Linked DNA regions of Mus musculus: region 1 is linked to region 2. The links are chromatin contacts, called in public promoter capture Hi-C maps. All regions are on one chromosome and are shown on one strand. Each heading gives the region's core, a stretch centred on a gene start, on an enhancer-like site or on the middle of the called end of the contact. The rest is flanking DNA. Distances are from core to core; before and after follow the strand shown. Region 1 overlaps Klf7 (Kruppel-like factor 7 (ubiquitous)). Region 2 holds the start of 4933402D24Rik (RIKEN cDNA 4933402D24 gene).

Evidence for each region. Promoter capture Hi-C pulls out the DNA fragments that hold promoters and counts their contacts.
Region 1: a promoter capture Hi-C map of hippocampal neurons shows a contact between it and region 2, with 4 times the contacts expected there. The contact joins the enhancer-like site here to the promoter of 4933402D24Rik in region 2. A contact is called at or near these places in 4 of 39 promoter capture datasets (the 3T3-L1 cell line, hippocampal neurons and neural stem cells), 1 of 15 datasets of contacts at CTCF or cohesin (pro-B cells), 3 of 484 Hi-C or Micro-C datasets (cerebral cortex and stem cell-derived neural stem cells) and 5 of 115 datasets of contacts at active chromatin or transcription factors (differentiating embryonic stem cells, embryonic basal ganglia, embryonic fibroblasts and 2 more).

What each region holds. Positions count from the first base shown.
Region 1 is chr1:64,052,922-64,057,508 of GRCm38.p6, forward strand. The region is part of intron 2 of Klf7 (Kruppel-like factor 7 (ubiquitous)); the gene reads right to left. Among named protein-coding and RNA genes, the nearest start is that of Mir6899, 13 kb to the left of the region's middle. Within about 2 kb of position 3,225, at least 18 of the 459 cell types and tissues checked have an H3K27ac peak or open chromatin away from gene starts, as enhancers often do. A contact at or near this core is called in cerebral cortex and hippocampal neurons, where this site is marked.
Region 2 is chr1:63,765,985-63,770,567 of GRCm38.p6, forward strand. 4933402D24Rik (RIKEN cDNA 4933402D24 gene) reads right to left here and starts at 3,283. Exons shown (of 3, transcript NM_001256158.1): 1 at 3,197-3,283; 2 at 2,401-2,558. The coding sequence starts at 3,221.

The sequences.
Region 1 (4,587 bases), core at 1,975-4,474, 290 kb after region 2:
GCATTTATCTTTTTCATTTTATATAACAACTTCACCACCATGTGAAATAATTTCAAATGAATCTGTAAGATGTTTCTCCCATTTACAACCACAATAATTCCTCTGTAAGTCAAGCTCCCGCCATTCTTGCTGATATTTAGATAGAAATTTGACTGTTAAAAAATATGAGCTTCATTTAAACTCACCTTTAGTTGATGCTTGGGATTTGCTTTCAAATATAAAGATTATCATAAAGTATTAAAGAATAGACTCTTAGTACAGCAAAGCTTGTAAAGGACAAAATACTTCACCTTTGTTTCTCAGACAATGCTTGGATCCCTACAGAGACAACCCATTTCAAAGACTGACAGCCCCAGAGCGTGCATCCAATTGAAAATCGCAGTGAGTTTATTCCTCTTGACTAGAATTTGGTAGTAAGAAAAGAAACAACCAGTCAGGTGTGGTAGTGCACACCTTTAATCCCAGTACTTGGGAGGCAGAGGCAGGCGAATTTCTGAGTTCAAGACCAGCCTCGCCTACAGAGTGAGTTCCAGGACAACCAGGGCTACACAGAGAAATCCTGTCTCGAAAACAACAACAACAACAACAATAATAATAATAAAATTTTAAGAAAAGGAACAACCATGGAACATCCAAGGCTGAGTAAGGGCTGGCTTAAATGATACTCCACCATGTGAGGTGATTGGTGCTTGGGAATCACAGAAAGCGGAGGGGACTGGAAGGACACGACAGCTGAGAGAATAAGCAGGGGCTAAGACGGCAGACTCTGAACGGTACATCCAACTGATGACATCAGAGACTCTGAACAGCACATCCAGCTGATGACATCATCCAGCTGATGACATCATCCAGTTGATGACATCATTCAGCTGATGACATTGAATGTACTGCCTTGGATATGTTTTACTTTCTTTTACTGCTGACTAAAAACTGAGTAATATCAGCCCAAATTACTATTAGGACGAGAAGTTAGCTTTCTACTATATGTGCTATAAATAGAAAAAGAGATGATATTTGTTTTTTAAAAAAATAGGACAGGATTATCAAAACCTCTCAGAGCTGCTTTTCAAAAGCATATATACTATAAAATGTCCGGAGTCAGCATCCTGAGAGTGTTTTGATTAACATCATGATGCTATCAATTGTTTTTCCCTTAGTATACACATGCAGACGGGGGCGATACAGTCTAAGCCCAGTCATTTCCATAAGGTAGTTTGCTCTAAAATCTAACAAGTCAAAAATGTAATTCTATTAAAGCCCCGAAAGTTCAAATTAGAGAGCTTACTCAGAGGTAATGGGAGTCAGATGCCTCCTCTAGAGGAACTTCCTTTCAACACAGTACGTGCCAATCTACCTTAGAGATGAAGGTCACACAGAGAAGGGTTAAGTCTTCTAGGACCTACACAAATCTCTTCCAAAATGATCAGCATTTTTCCCAGAGCTTGGATCTCGCCATTATCTAAACCAACCCACCTGTCTATTTTACCTTAGCATAAAAGTCTAAGAAAAATATTAACCCCAAAATGAAAGTCTACATTTCGTATTTTTGACCAATGACATGCTAGGGCCACTGATGCTCCCATGCCGCTGCTGAGGTACTTAGGGTCTATGAAACTGTCACCTGCTTTCCTACCTCACCAGCTACTGACCGTCTCTAAGATATGGAGTGCCCACCATCTCTAAATACTACCACCTCGCTACACCGCTCCTGACTGGGGTGTCCTTGTCCATTCATATGGTGTTTGCTTCCACATGTCACCCCCTACTAAAGCATTTTATACCCACCCCCCAAATTTGGGCCTTCTCCAAATCTTCAATCTTTGGACCCCTACTTTTTGTTTCTTGTAGATACTTATCTTTTAATGGCACAATATTCTGTCCTGATTTTTCCCACCAGAATTAGATGCAAAGTATTTTTAAACTGAGACATTTTATACTTGTAATTCAATAAATACTAAGTATATAATAAATACTATATGCTATATACTTTATAATAAATGCTATCCCAAACACTGGTAGAAATGTTTTGTTGTTTACCTCTTTCATCAGGAAGATTCTAACACAGGCTCAGATACACGTTTGCACCCAACCCAACACTTGCTAATTAATAAGTCAGCGATCAACCAAAATCCAATAGTACAAGAGCTTGTTACTGCCTTGTCTACCAGATCCACAGACCTTTAAGATGCATTATCTTAAGGATAATGGACTCTTCATCTCTGTCCACAGAAATCAAGCCAGGTCAATTCTTAGACTTCTTCTCTAATTCACTGATAGGAAAAAAGAAGCTCCGCTTTGTAACATGCACTGAGTTCCACCAGCATTAGTTCTAATATGCATCTGCCAATTACATGGCTGGAGATGAAAGTGAATGGAAAGACTCACTCCATCAGAGAAATCCCACAGGGGAAGCATCAGGCTCACACAGAAACACTGCAGGGCCCAGGGTGTTTGGTAAGTGTGGTGTGTGGTGTGTGTGTGTGTGCCGCCATGTGGAGAGGAAAGGCCTTTGACTCATTAGAATCATTAAGGCAGAAGCTCCCAGAGGACAGCAGACATACTGAAATCTGAAGGATGTCAGGGACAAGGCCATTCCAAAGAGAAGGACCAATATGTGAAAAGGCCCAGATATGGTAAGCGGCAGTGGCTTATCTCAGCGAGGTGAAGGGTGAATACATGGGGAATAATCCTAAGAATGGACAGACAGATGGTAACAGTCAGACCAAGGGGCCTTAATTACAAACTAATTGTCTTGAGGCCAGAGCCCTGGAACTAGCTTGTGATAGCTGTATGTTTAGAACATGACACAATGTATGACCTTCATACTTCTAGAAGCTTGTACTTGGGAAGTGTCACCATCACAGGTGGGTTCTCCACCTCCCCTCCCCTAACCCCCAGACTCCCCACTTCCCCCACCCCTGTCCCTGCCTGACTGCTTGCCTCCATTCTTCTGTCCCTCCCTCCTGCCTTTTGTGACATGGCCTAGAAGAGACTAAGCATACTGGAGATCTGTCAGAGACCTTCCATTAACCTGGTGCGAACACACACACAGGCCTGCTCTATCTTCTGCCCTTCCTCCCACCACTGTCTCCTCAATCTGCATTTGTCCTCGGTCTGATGCTTCCTAATAGTGATCATTGTGAAAGCTTGATGATGGAACCATCCACAGAATCTACGTTAGCACACACAAGACCTCCCCTTCCCCTCAAATCTGCAAACAATTCAGCACAAACACCTGACACCCACATATGCAGAAGCGCCCCCACACAATCTGTCAGACTCCAGAGCCCTAACCTCAAACAGCCTGAATTTCTTCAGCGCTAAACCCACAGCTATGATATTTTCTCTTTATTCTTGTACTGAAAAATGAAGGCATCCTGGGAAGAAAATGTCAATGCAATTTGACTTTGCATTCAGGAGGGAGAAAATGTGCAAGAAATATTAGCATGTGGCCAATCGGACCCTATAGGCTTGCTCTCTCAAGGTGGTGATTTCGTATCTGCTTCCTATTATTCCAATAGTGCTATATTCTCATGAAATGCAAAATGTACAGGAAGCTTCCAACCAACTTCCTCCACTTCACAGGGAGCTAACTTGCACACACTTATTTTGATTCCCAATGCACCACCAACTAGGATTGCACTAGGGATTTCCCCCAGACCATGGGCCACATTAGGAAATTCATGAGCCAAGCATTTTAAATTAGGAGGGCTGTATTATAGGCTAAACCAGAAACTACTTTTAAGAGCAAGAGCATATAGCAGCTCCTGTCTCCGCTTACACACTTCTTAGCTACAGTAAGATCCCCTGACTACTGGTTAATGAATGACCACTCAGTGTACATACCTATCATCATCTCAGTGTTGTGGAAGCTAAAGCATGAGCACTACAAGCTCGGGGAAGACTGGGCTATAAAGCAAGACCCTGCTTCAAAAGGTCTCAAAAAGTAAAGTAATAAACAAACAAACAGGCAAGCAAGTAACCAAATAATCTCAGCTCCATTGGGTTGCTGGATGATGCATGATTAAGCCCTGGTTGTTAAGACAGGAGTGGAAAGTGGACTTGCTGGGAGCCATCTTGAATAATGGGGACAAGCAATTCCTTAAAATCTGACCCTTCGGGACAGAGAACATAAGATGACAATGAGTCCTGGTGGTAAACAGCTTCTTAGAACAGAGCTAAGAGCCCAGGTTGAGAGAGAGAGAGAGAGAGAGAGAGAGAGAGAGAGAGGCGGGGGGGGGGGAAATCTTACACATAATCTTGAGCTAGCTTGAATCTTGGACACAAAAGCTGTGAAGGACCCAGTGAATGTATACGATAACAGAGAAGCAGATGAAAAGGTTCCATATCCAATGACCAGGACCTACAGCATAAAAAACTATTCCATTACTCAGTCACTTTTCTCCCCTTTCAGTCACATTGTCAGTCTCCAGAAAAGGTACCTCGTATGCAAGTACAGCATAGTAGAAACACATCTACATGCATATGCAGGCAAGCTCCTCTCCAGCATGAGGCCCGGGTTCTAGTCCAGCTCCTGAGATTACTGTGCATTCTTAGGAGAGTTATGAGGTCTGTGAATTCATTCCC
Region 2 (4,583 bases), core at 2,033-4,532:
AAGATAGATCAGCAGATGCATTTTTAAGATACCTGAAATTAGGTTCTTCTAACCTCTGGATGTGAATAAACTACTTTCTCATATGCCAGAGGCATTCTTGTTGAGCGAGGAAAGAGCTGACAGAGCCAGTGAGAGAGGACAAAAGAAATCCTAGCTGTTTGCAGCCTCAGGACTGAGCCAGCCCATTGAGTGAACTGGTTTTCTAGTGTGAGCTTGCTGGTGTATGGCACATGATCCCCTAGACTTCTTCTCCTTGCTAGTTACCCCAGCAGCAAGGCTCATATCCCATATGCTCTTCCTTTTAATGTCTGGTAGTCAAAGCATGCCCTGCCTCTTTCTGCTTGGTTTCACATTTTTTGCTTCAGGGTTATATCACCAAGGAGAAAGACTTTTTCCATAAATTGCAGGCAAGAGCTATAAACTCCCTCTGGGTTACTTTGTTGGGCCTTCAGGATGAGATTGGAATCTGAAGGGAGCAGATAGTACAATTAGAAAGAAATTGTATCAGGCAATAAAACATCCTCTAATACTGTTGGTAATAGCATATAACATTACACGGTGTGGGGCCCAAACAAGATGTGCTCATCTGCAATTATTCATGCTCACCAGGGAAAGACTTTTCCCTTTGTTTATTGTTTTAATCATGACTAACAAGCAGCGTAATGATAGGGTTATGGTGATAACAGTGTGAAGGATGAGGTCTTGAAGTACAAGTAGCAGGGATGGAATTGACCCTCATTTCTGAAAGTTGCTGGCAGAGCACAGGAGGTGTGTGGTCTACCCTTCAATGTGTGTGTGTGTGTGTGTGTGTGTGTGTGTGTGTGTGTGTGTGTGTGAGAAGTAGGAGATAGTTTATCCTGAATAGGGGCAAAGTTGGTTGGCCCAAGGCATTCTTTTTCTCCCACAGGCTGCTTGGGGGTCGTGTAGCTCACAGGCTCTTTCTTTCATTGTATCCTTCCTGCAGAGTAAAAATTCTTCTTCAAGAGCTACAGTAATCCTTCCTGCTTGTGTTAGTAACATGCAGTTGTTTTGGAGATGGAATATTACTCTCACAAACACTTCCAGAGAATTCTACCTTCCCTGGGTCTGACCTAGAGTCGTCCACACCCTCGTTTCTTACCTTCTTATCCTGGGAGCAGGCTCTGGTTCCATGGCAAGTGACTTCCCCAAGGTTCCTGAGCCTGGTCCAATAAATAGAAAGCATCTCCACTTCTCTTCAAGAAACCAAGTCTGTAAGAATCCTCAGTGGTGGGAAAGTGGTTTCACAATTGGGTTTCATTTTAAACAAGTGATTCGATGCACTGGAGGGCTAATATTAGTAAATGAAGTTGATAAAACTCAGTCATAGGCTCTGTGTGTGTGTGTGTGATAGCTTTTCCCTCATGACCTAGTACCTGAGATAATGAGTACAAGAGTAGCAAATGTTTAATTTTTGCTCATGGGTTCAGAGGTTTTAGGCTGCAGTTGGAAGAGTATTTGATGAGTCTGTTTAAGCAGACTGAAGCCCTCCCACTCCTTCAAAATACAACAGCCACTGATTTTTAAGCATTTCCCTTAAAGTTTAAGTAAACAAAACATCCAACTCTGAGAACCATCTTACCCATTTACAGGTGAAGACACCAAGACTCCCACTTTACTATGCCACATAACTCTGAGGAAGTTATTTAAATTCCTAGCTACTACATTCCACATATTATATATATTATAGTCTTGTAGCAATCAGAAGCCAGTTGTTTTCAAGAAAAAGTCTTAATGTTCTTATTTTTATAATAGAATATGAGAGAACTAGCACATTATAAATGGGTGGCCATTTTCATTTTGAAGTGAGTTTTACCTTGGATGAGAAAGGTTGTTTGTCTTTTCTTTCTGTATGTTGATCTATGGGGAGTCAAGGATAGCAGTGCTGTTGGGCCAAGGATGAGGACACCCAGTTTGTAGGCTCTACCTCTACCATGTGAATGGTCCAGACCTTGGTTTTTTCCACTCTATGAAAGATGAAGCTGGAGTAGATAATTTCTAAGACAGGACGTGCTTCCACCTTTAAAAATTCTCAACATAAGCTGCAATTCTCCAACCCATCATCCTAAACCAGGCTTTAAACTTCTGGATGAATAGGCTTCCATCCCAGGACCAAGAATATGCAGTTCCTCTTAAATCAAACTCAACATTAAATTGCACTGCAAACAAAAAGTTTCACACGGTTTGAATGTTGCTGTGTAGAATTTAATGAGCTCCATATGCCTGACCTCTGGAAGGAAATGATGTTGGGAACTGTAGCTGGGGAAGAGGCTAAGGGCATCAGCATCTGCTGTGAGTTACTTGGAGGGAAGGGAACCGACCGCATTTTTGTATCACTGCCAAGCTGGAGAGGTGGAAACGCTTTGCAATCTGTGCGCTCACCTTCTGAGAGCGGGCTGACAGTTTTCCAATGTTTTCCTTGCTCTTCGGGAAGTTGTGGAGGACAGCAGATTCTAACTTCCTTTCTGTAGCTGCAGCAAACATCTCAAGTCTGCGGGGGCAATTGGGTTTCAGGTCCGTGCTGAAGAGAGCAGGCTGTCCTAGGAGACACATGAATGATGTGACTGACCACTAGACTTGTTTGAAAGAATCTGCTATCCCTGCTGGGCCCTTCCTAAAACCCGGGTCTGATAACAGCATCCTTTCTCCTTATTAATATATATACATACATCCTCTCTGCTATACACAGACTGTCAAATTGGACCTGGATGCACTTTGGAAAGGTTCTTTGGTCTTCTATCTTTACCCTCTTGTGCCCCATCTACGGACCCCTCAACAGCATTCAGGTTTCATCTCTCTGGACTTTCTAAGTGCTTTCTCCTCTGCGGTGTCCCTACCATCTGTTTATCACGCAGGATGCTCCTGCACCACACAACTCATTGACCACTTTGCAGGATGCGTCTCCATTCTCCCCTTTGCCCTCTGTGCTTTGTCTTTTCTGTCTCATAACCCTGTTGGAGTGAGGAGGGGGCTGTGCAGTCTGCTCCCAGTCAGTTGGAAAGGTTTTTGTGAATGAGACCTTGTGGGCTCCTTTCCTTTATTTTCTGGGGGCAGAAAACAATCTAATTTCAGTAAATGTTGGTTAAATGAAGACAGGAAAGAAGGAAGCTAGGGCCAGAAATTCTTCAGGGCAACGCAAGAGCCTGTCTCTTAAGGCTTCTTGGATTCCTCTGGTTACCTCGTCTAAAATAATTCATGTCCATCAGCTGTTCTGCGGCACATCCTTTCTGAAGACTATTGTCTAATGGTAGGAGACAGTTAGTGTTCTACTGACCATAGGGGGTTGCTATGAAACAGAACAGAACAGAGAGCATCAGCAGATTCCTCATCTTCTCACAATGCTGCTGTGTGCCCTGTACAGACGACACCGAAAGACTCTTCTCTTAGAGATGTGCTGCACAAAGTCATTTTCTGTGTCACTCGTTGCAAACAGACAGTTCTCTCCAATTGGAGAGGCAACCATTTATGTCTTTTGTCATAGAGTAGGATTCCATTCATATTTTTGTTCCTACATTCATTTCAGAGGGTTTCTCAAGACCTGAACTATTTTTTGGCAAACTATCACTTTTCTTCCTGGTACTAGACTCAGAGAATAAAGGCCATTTATGCTTTTTTTTTTTAATTATTAAGAGTTGTATCAAAATTGAAAATCAGAATTCTGCGTTGTCATATTTTCATGAGACATGGCAGTATTCAAACACATTGTCTCATGTGATTTTTGCAACAGACTTGTGACATGAACGAGGCAAATATCAGAGGTAGAAAAATCAGAGGTAGAAGGTGACATGATACTGTGGGTGGGTGACTCCCCTCTCAATCCCAGTCATCTTAAGTGAGGAGGACCACTAGCCGTGCAGAACAGCATGGTTTGGGTTACCTTTGCAAGTGTTTAAATCCCGAGTCAGGCAAACCATGTTGGGTGCTGCCTGCTTCCCGTTGTCATGTTCTTCATGCGTGATAGGATTGAGGGAGGAAAACAAGAAGGACTGACCATTCTTTTAGTGACCGTTTTAATGTAGAATCACAGCTGAATTTACTTGGAGGGGGGAGGCCGGTTGTAAGATTATTGTTTTTCTTCTTTTTGTTTTAAACTGAGACTATCTGTCCCCTTTCATCATTTTCAGAGAACTGCTAGGGCAGACGTTGGGAAGGAATATAGCAAGTCCATTTGTTAGAATACCTGGACCCTCCTCAGAAAAGGTGAGGGTGATCAGTATGTTAAGAGCTCAGTTAAAAACAGGGAACATTAAAAGCAGGTAAACTGGGGGTTCCCTGTGAACACGTGCCTTCGTTAGAAAAATGGAATTTGAGGCTCTAAAACACAGCCTGTTTCCAAGTAATTGCTGAGTTCCCCCAAATCTTGTTTAACATATTGCTGGGATAATGCATATGAGATGGTTAAAAATGGAAGGGAGAAAAAAAAATTCCCCAACACCCTTAGAGGAATTTGCAATTCATAAAGTTACTGCCAATTTTGCATTATAGTTGCCATGGCAGCCGTGCTAGGCTGCTGCTCAAACATTCCTCAGAAGGGGAAGGAATAGTATATAATAAGCTCTTCAAGT